Regions from separate parts of the Mus musculus genome. Here region 1 is linked to region 2. Evidence: chromatin contacts called from public ChIA-PET data. All regions are on one chromosome and are shown on one strand. Each heading gives the region's core, a stretch centred on a gene start, on an enhancer-like site or on the middle of the called end of the contact. The rest is flanking DNA. Distances are from core to core; before and after follow the strand shown.

Region 1 (3,693 bases), core at 157-2,656, 190 kb after region 2:
TATCTGACACTCTATGGCATGCTATTTAAATTTTAGAAACTTGCTTTATTGAATAAGAGATCTGGGCAATGAATGACTCAAGATTTAAAAGTGCCCCCTCTAATAAGGGTGAATCATAGCAGTTAACATCCCGGTTGGGACTGGATAGTGCAAAACCTGGAAAGCCTTCCTTGCCCATCCACACCAGAAATGCTTTCATTTCCATACACCGGACTAAAGTGAGGCAACAAATAGAAAACAAACAAACAAACACTATTAAATAGTGAAATTTGACCAGGGCATGGTATTCTTCAAATTATCTGTATCCTTTTCATCCAGTGAACTCATCCACCCACCCACCCCCACACCTCTTTAGCAAGGAAAGGCTCAACATATTCTTACATGAAAAATAAAACATGTCTAGATTTTTCACTCCTAAATCTTGGGGGGCTGGGGAAATTCTAGCATCTCTATGGTAAAAGTCCCCATGCCTTCTACGACATGAAAGAACTTACAGATCTCAGGACCACTCTCCTGGCACAAGGTTAAATAGGTCTTTTTCAGTCTTGTGCAAGCCTACGCGGCTACTCCCCCCAAGTTTTTGTACCCCAGAGCTTGGGAAAAAAAGAGTTACCCACCCCCGAGAAAGCTCTGAAACAGGTAAGAAGGAAGCCTGGGGCTCAAATCACAAACTCTCTATCCCACAGGTTTCTCCCCATCGGGAACACCACACAAAAGGGGTGTCGCTCCCGCCGCCCTACTCCCTCACTAATGCCGGCGCCAACTCACCAGGACCGTGGTGCAGATGGACCTCAGCTCCGACTCCACTTTCTCCCGATAGTCCTTGATCAGCTGCAACTTCTTGTCAGAGGTGTCGGTCTTCTGCTCAATGCTCGAGATGACCCTCCAGGCGGACCTGCGGCCCCCTACCACGTTTTTGTAGGCCACCGACAGCAGGTTGCGCTCCTCGTTGGACAGCTCGGCGCCCTGCTCCGTCACGGCTTTCATGCAGGTGGCCATGTCGTCGTAGCGCTCGGCCTGCTCGGCCAGCTTGGCCTTCTGGATCAGCTCGGTCTTCTCCATGGCGAGCGAGGGCGAGCGCCGAGCCGGATCCGGAGTCCTCCTGAGAGCCGCGAGGGGCGGGGCGGGGCGGCGCCGGCGAGGACAAAAAGGAGCGAGGAGAGAGCGCGTCAGACAATGCAGCCGGACGCCCGCTTTGTCTCAGCGCACGAGGCGGCGCGTCCTCCGGCCTCTCACGGGGCCGCCGCCTTCCGCCCGCGCCCTCCGGCCCGCCCGCCGCGCCTCCCCAAGGCCGGAGCGCGGGCCCCACCCGGCCCAAGATGGAAGCGGCCGTTGGTGCCGCACCTTCCCGTCCCAGCCCGAACCTCAGGCGCGCGGTAGCCTAGCAGATATGAGGACCGTGCTCCGCCAACCCGGCCTCGGTACCTCGCGGCGGCTGTTGCAGCCGCAGTCCCAGAGCTGTGTCCGCACTCACCTTCTAGTCTCCGCAGCCGCGACGCGAGTCCCACCACTTTGATCTGCTTTGGGCTTTAGCCGAGGACCCTCCCGTCTCAGCCTAGCACGGAGCCGACGAGCTCGCCACCGACCAATAGAACGCTGCACCTCCCCAAGGAGTCCCGCCTCTAGCTTCTCCTCTGTCCAATGAGGGGCGAGCGCGCGGAAGGGGGCCCAGGGGGCGGGGCGGGAAGCGAAGCGGAGGCTCCGAGGGTGGGTCGGCTCGGGTAGGTTCGGTTGGCCCGCAGGCTGCGGCTTCGGCCACGGGGTTTCCTCCAATTAGATCCAGGGTGAATGGACGTCACTGTTGCCATGGCGATGCTTTTCCAACTCCCCTCATCCTCCCCGCCAGCCCGGCACTCCTGGGTGCGGCACGGGACCGGAGGTGCTTTCGACCTCCGAGGCTGCGACCGCGTGTCCTGTAGCAGCAACCACTGCAGATGGGGCGTTGCAGCTCTCGAGCTGCTGCGGCTGCAGCTGGACTTGGCAGGGGTGAGATAATTAGCCCTTTTGATGCACAAGCGCCTTCCTTTCTTCTACCTTCCTGTTCTTGACAAAGGTTTGTATCCCCAAGACATTAAAATGCAACCCTTACAATTTTCCTGTTTCGGCTACAAATTAGAAATATCCTGATCCCCATTAAAAAAGGATTCGTTCCCAGAGAAAGTGGCTTAATTCAAGTTTTCACACAGGCACCCGAAAGCCAGCAATTCCCTTATGGAAAGGTAGATTCAGGAGATCTGGGCAGGACTGCGTGGCAGCGTCAGGTAAGCATTTCTTTAAAACGGGGAAATGACATTAAGCACGATTTGAACAAACACAGCTGTGACTACCCGATCCCCGGAAGCATATTTCTTAAACATTTCTTTACTACTTTTCCACATTAATGTCTAAGTACACCCTGCCCCGAACACACACACCTTTGTACTCTGTAAAGCATGTATGCATGCTTTTGTTTTTTGTGTGTGATGGGTTTTTTTTCTCCTGATATATTTGTGAAGATCTCATGTTTTTCTCTGCACAATAAACACCCTTCTGAAATGAGAGCATTTGCCCCAGATGCCATGTATTCAGGGTCACAGCTAACATTTTTCTCCTTTAAATAGGCTCCCTTATTTCCTAGCCCTCAATCCAATTCCTAGTGAGGTGGCTGTCCTACCGGACTCAAAGAATGAAACTGCCACCTGGGCTCTGAAGAGATGCCAGTTCCAGTAGTTCCTCAAGGGTTCAAAGAACTTCAGTGACTGCCACAGGCAAAGTGGATTCAAATGCTAAACGGAACCAAGCAGACCGAAGACTGCAGAAAGGAAGGTCTGACACTGAGCACAGATGGGGGGGGGGGGGGGAAGAGACGAAGCTTCCAGAAATTCAGATCTCCTCCCAGCTGCCCCTCCCTACCCAACTTGTAAAGGTTGCTTTGTGCTTTGACCAGGAGAGGCCTGGTTGGAAAGTGACTCTACTCTGTCTTAATACAGAAACGCCTTACTATGCTCCAGTGCAGCGGCGGACGGCCCGGTGTTATTTCTGGAATCCCCAAGGCCAGGCTGCAAGACACACGAGCGTTTATGTTCCTGTGGGTTGGGGTGGAGCTGGACACACAGAAATCCCAACGGATAAAATGCCTTCTGTATAAGCAGTGGATTTCAAGATTCCCTAAATTAGAGCAGCAAACCCAGCCCATAGAGAGGAGACGCCCATGGAGGTGATGAGAGAGGAGACATATGAAGGGAAATTGTCAAAAAGGTTGTTTCTGAGTGAGGCCTACCCAAAAGAGGCACGTGCCAAATATTTACCACAAACAAGCTCATATGATCATGTGAAATCAAAAACTGACACATTATGAAATTGTAATATCTGAGGGACTCCATAGAATCTGCTTGTGTCTGAAAAAAAAATTCTTGGTACTTCAAGTCCCAGAACACAGAAAAGCTGACATTTAGAGTGGCTTTATTTGTTATTATTTTATTTATTTATTTATTTATTTATTTTAAAAGATTTATTTATTTATTATATGTAAGTACACTGTAGCTGTCTTCAGACACTCCAGAAGAGGGAGTCAGATCTCGTTACGGATGGTTGTGAGCCACCATGTGGTTGCTGGGATTTGAACTCCTGACCTTCGGAAGAGCAGTCGGGTGCTCTTACCCGCTGAGCCATCTCACCAGCCCTATTTTATTTATTTATTGAGGGTCACACTGC
Region 2 (3,828 bases), core at 242-2,741:
CATGTGACCACTACCGGGTCACCTCCTCTAGACTGTAACCTAAGCTTGAGTTAGAGGAGAAAACGTGATGGTGTCATTAGATGTCTGCTAGTGGCTGGAAAAGCAGGTTTTCAACCCTTCTTTAAAAAAAAAAAAAAAAAAAAAGATAGCCTGTTAAAAAGATGTTACCCTATGCGTGAGTTCCCTTGGGTACCACGACAGGACTTGGTAGCCATCTGAGCTTGGCCGAGCTTTGGGTACCACAGTGAGGTAGGTGCAGCACCTCCTCAGCTGTCACCACGGTGCAGAAGCACTTGCTCCAGAACCTTTCTCCTGCGTGTTTTCAGCTCATCAGGGAGGAGTGAGCACACATAGGAAGGGCACACAGGCCTGCTAGGTGTGAATCGTTGCATCCTGAGGATGTGGGTGAAGTGACTAGTGTGTGAGTCTGGTTATGCCCGAGGGCAGTGATGCAGACAGACTTCACCGTGATCACACTGTTGACTTTGTGGCAGCTTGAGATGTTCCGTGAATCTTGGCCACAACCACCGTTCGCTGTTGTGGCTATGCAGATGCAGAACACTAGTTATGTTGAAAACCTGTCTCACCCACTACTCCTGCTTGGTCTTCAAGGGGCAAAATTAATTCCAGTCCTACCCAGTTTTCAACTCAGCAGATGTTCAAAGTATCTAATACCTCTGGGAACATCTGGTGGGAATGCTTTCTGCAGAGCTGCCGGGGCTTAAGCTCATGTAGAGACCTGAAATGCACGGGCTAAAGCTCTGATGCTAGTGCTGTCCTGAGAAGGTGGGAAGGGTCGGGGGTGGGGACTGGCTCATTTAGCACCCTATTCCCTCTGCCTCCTGACTAGTGGAGCAAATGCCATCAAATGTCCTTGATTTTAACATAGTTGTTGGGAAATCAAAGATGAACCCAATGCCAGGCCAAGAGACAGCAGGCCTGTGAGAATGTAGCTGCTCCCCAGGAGTCATCCTTCTCCTCACTGATCATTCTGTATTGAATCTGCTGAGAGGATGACAGGCTGGCTGGCTGCCTTGAGCTCCTGCCTGCAAGGCCCGCCCCCACTGTTATCTCCCGCTCCCAAACAGGGGCTTCCCATTCTGATCTAGAGGGAACGTGTTCCTCTAGGGGGATCTGTCTGCAGTAAAGCCAGCCCTTTGGGACCTGTCCAGTCTTGTGCCCTCAGGCACACTCTTGAGCCATTGTCTTTGAGCCACACAGGCACCCTAGGAAGGACTGTGGTTAGAATTATGAGATAACTTGGCCAGTCTCCCAGACAGGATAGAGCTCAGAGGGCCTTGGTGGCATGCCTTTCTACAGCCCCAAACGCTTCTCTTGTGGCAGAAGCTCATGGAAACTGCCCTGGTCTAGGTGGCTTTCCAGAGAGCCTGCAGAGAGGGCGTTATTATTGGGACACTTTGTACAGAATGACCTCCCATTTCTCCAGTGCCCAGTGGGATTACTGGCAGAATTAGTCAGCAGATGACAAAGCCACACCCAACCTGGCTGTAAAGTAGCTCAGTGTGGGCCCAGGACACTGACATGCCCTCCAGTCACAGCTTCCTGAGAACTCTGAGGTCCACTTGGCAAGCTCCCAGCTAGAACTGTGGACCTGCCCCTCTGGCCGTCTTCCTAGGAGGCTGGGTGGGGCTGTGAGGTGCCTGGGAGAAGAAGGTGGCCATGCCTCTTTGCTCACTTCAGTCTGCTGCAATCCAGTATTTGTCTAACTTGAAGTAGTTCTCTTTGCCTGTTCCTCTCTTTGGTGACAGATAGATTGTAAACAAGTGATGTCTGACTCCCCCTGGTGTTAAGATTTTAAAGAAACAAAACCTCTGCTCTGAGCCTCACTTGTGTCTGCACTTGACCCCTCTTGATACTTGGCCCCAATTAGACGGCCCATCAAGAGTCTTTCTAAGACAAGGAGTGAAAACTACTACTGCAGAGCTGTCTACTCATTATATTTTCAAAAGCATTTATTTGTGTGTGTGTGTGTGTGTGTGTGTGTGTGTGTGTGTGTGTGTGTATTTGCACATGTTCATGTGTTCGTGTATGTGTGTACATGTGCGTGTGTTTATGCATGTGTACCCGTGTGCATGCATGCGTGTGTGAGTGTGTGTGTGTGTGTATATGTCAGTACAATTTAGCCAGTATGTATTACTAGAGAAATCCGCATTGAGGAAGGACGCAGGCTTGGTGCTGTGAAATGGTACTCAGAATGTATCCATTTCCCACTCCTGTCCTTGTCCTGGTGCTCTGATCCCTCCAGGCCCCATGTCGCATTTAGATTATAGTTAGTCATGGCTCCTAGGGGTCCAGTTTCTACAGTCATCCCTTGCCCATGTTGACCTTTGTACGTTTTGAAGACTGCTGTCCAGTTTTGTTATGAGATGTCTGCCAAGCTAGGTTTCTCCTGTGGTACCTCAGGACTTAGCTGAGGTTGTTCATTTTGGCAAGAATAGCACAGAAATTAAGCTGCCCCTCATCCACCCCTCCTGGGAACACGGCCCCTGAAAGCACTTGTAAGACACTGCAAGTACCTGATGCACAGCGCGACACTTCCTCTTATACCGTTATTCATCTAGCTGTGCTTGTGACATAGGACTCTCAGGGTGTGGCTTTAGAATTTCTGATATAGTATTAGTTCTTTTCTAAGGAAGCCAGAAAATGTCTAAGATGTGTTTTCCAGAAAAGGCTCTTGTTCGTCAGGGGGCATTAGCCAAGCCTTTAGTCTTATCACTCAGGAAGCAGAGGCAGGCAAATCTCTTGTGAGTTCAAAGCTAGCCTGGTCTGCATAAAGAGACAGTACCTCAAAAAGTGAGATAGGGAAGGCTCTTATCAAAGGACTTGAACAGTTCCTTTTTGGGGATGTCTCTTTAAAGAGATTATAGAAATTCTCTGGAAATGGCATCTTTTAGACTAGAAAGGGGCAGGTTGTTAGATTTGTATTATAAAGTCACAATGACTGAAGTCAGCACACACATGCAAGCAGGCAGGCAGGCACACACACATGCATGGCACGCACATGTCCCAAGGGCTGCTTGGCTTTATACATTAATCTGGCAGAGAGCACACATTATTTATTCTTGAGGTAAATACACCCAGCTGCTCAGTGATAAGTCTCCCTTGCTGTGCAGATGACAGGACGTACCACTTCCAAGCGGAAGACGAACAAGAATGTCAGATGTAAGTGCTGTGGGTGGGGCTGGAAGCAGGGGTGGGAGTGGGTGTGTTCGCCCAGCTGACGCCCAGCACTGCTGCTGTTTGCCCAGATGGATGTCTGTACTGCAGAACAGCAAGGAAGAAGCTCTGAACAACGCCTTTAAGGGTGATGACAACACTGGAGAAAATAACATCGTCCAAGAGCTGACCAAGGAGATCATCTCGGAGGTGCAGAGGATGACGGGCAATGACGTGTGCTGCGACTGTGGGGCACCAGGTGACCCGGGACAGCCCCAACCCCAGCTCTAGGGCATTTGGATTCCAGGGATGCCTGAAATCCACCCATTGATATTTTTTTTTTCCATTCTCATTTCAAACATGAAATTGGTACAAAGCAGTCTGGGCTCATCCCATTACACAAATGCTTAATGAACTGTGTGCAGAGAGCAGTGGGGCGCATGGGTAGGAGATCCCTGCCTGCTGGGCCTGGGGCAGGACCCTGGGAAGACAGCCTGGTGGAGATGAAAAGATTACAGCTCAGCGTCTGCCGGGCAATGAAAACTGAAGGGCACATTGGGGATGAACTGAAGGTCACTAGTCTCACAGGCTCGGAGGGGCTGTGAGGGTGAGTGTGTGTGTGTGTGTGTAGGGGGTGCTTTTGCCTAGGAT

The links. ChIA-PET counts read pairs in DNA pulled down with a chosen protein or histone mark.
Region 1: an RNA polymerase II ChIA-PET map of memory CD8 T cells shows a contact between it and region 2, with 74 read pairs. The contact joins the promoter of Ywhaq here to the enhancer-like site in region 2. A contact is called at or near these places in 5 of 39 promoter capture datasets (cranial neural crest, frontonasal cranial neural crest, liver and 2 more), 4 of 115 datasets of contacts at active chromatin or transcription factors (bone marrow-derived macrophages, effector CD8 T cells, memory CD8 T cells and 1 more) and 1 of 9 other capture datasets (liver).

Annotation. Positions count from the first base shown.
Region 1 is chr12:21,416,030-21,419,722 of GRCm38.p6, forward strand. Ywhaq (tyrosine 3-monooxygenase/tryptophan 5-monooxygenase activation protein theta) reads right to left here and starts at 1,407. Exons shown (of 5, transcript NM_011739.3): 1 at 769-1,407. The coding sequence starts at 1,062. Gm4419 (predicted gene 4419) reads left to right here and starts at 1,853. Exons shown (of 4, transcript NR_166748.1): 1 at 1,853-2,053; 2 at 2,187-2,261; 3 at 2,601-2,805.
Region 2 is chr12:21,226,105-21,229,932 of GRCm38.p6, forward strand. Asap2 (ArfGAP with SH3 domain, ankyrin repeat and PH domain 2) reads left to right here. Exons shown (of 29, transcript NM_001135192.1): 14 at 3,135-3,183; 15 at 3,270-3,436. Among named protein-coding and RNA genes, the nearest start is that of Gm40855, 23 kb to the right of the region's middle. Within about 2 kb of position 1,492, at least 155 of the 459 cell types and tissues checked have an H3K27ac peak or open chromatin away from gene starts, as enhancers often do. A contact at or near this core is called in effector CD8 T cells, liver, memory CD8 T cells and 1 more, where this site is marked.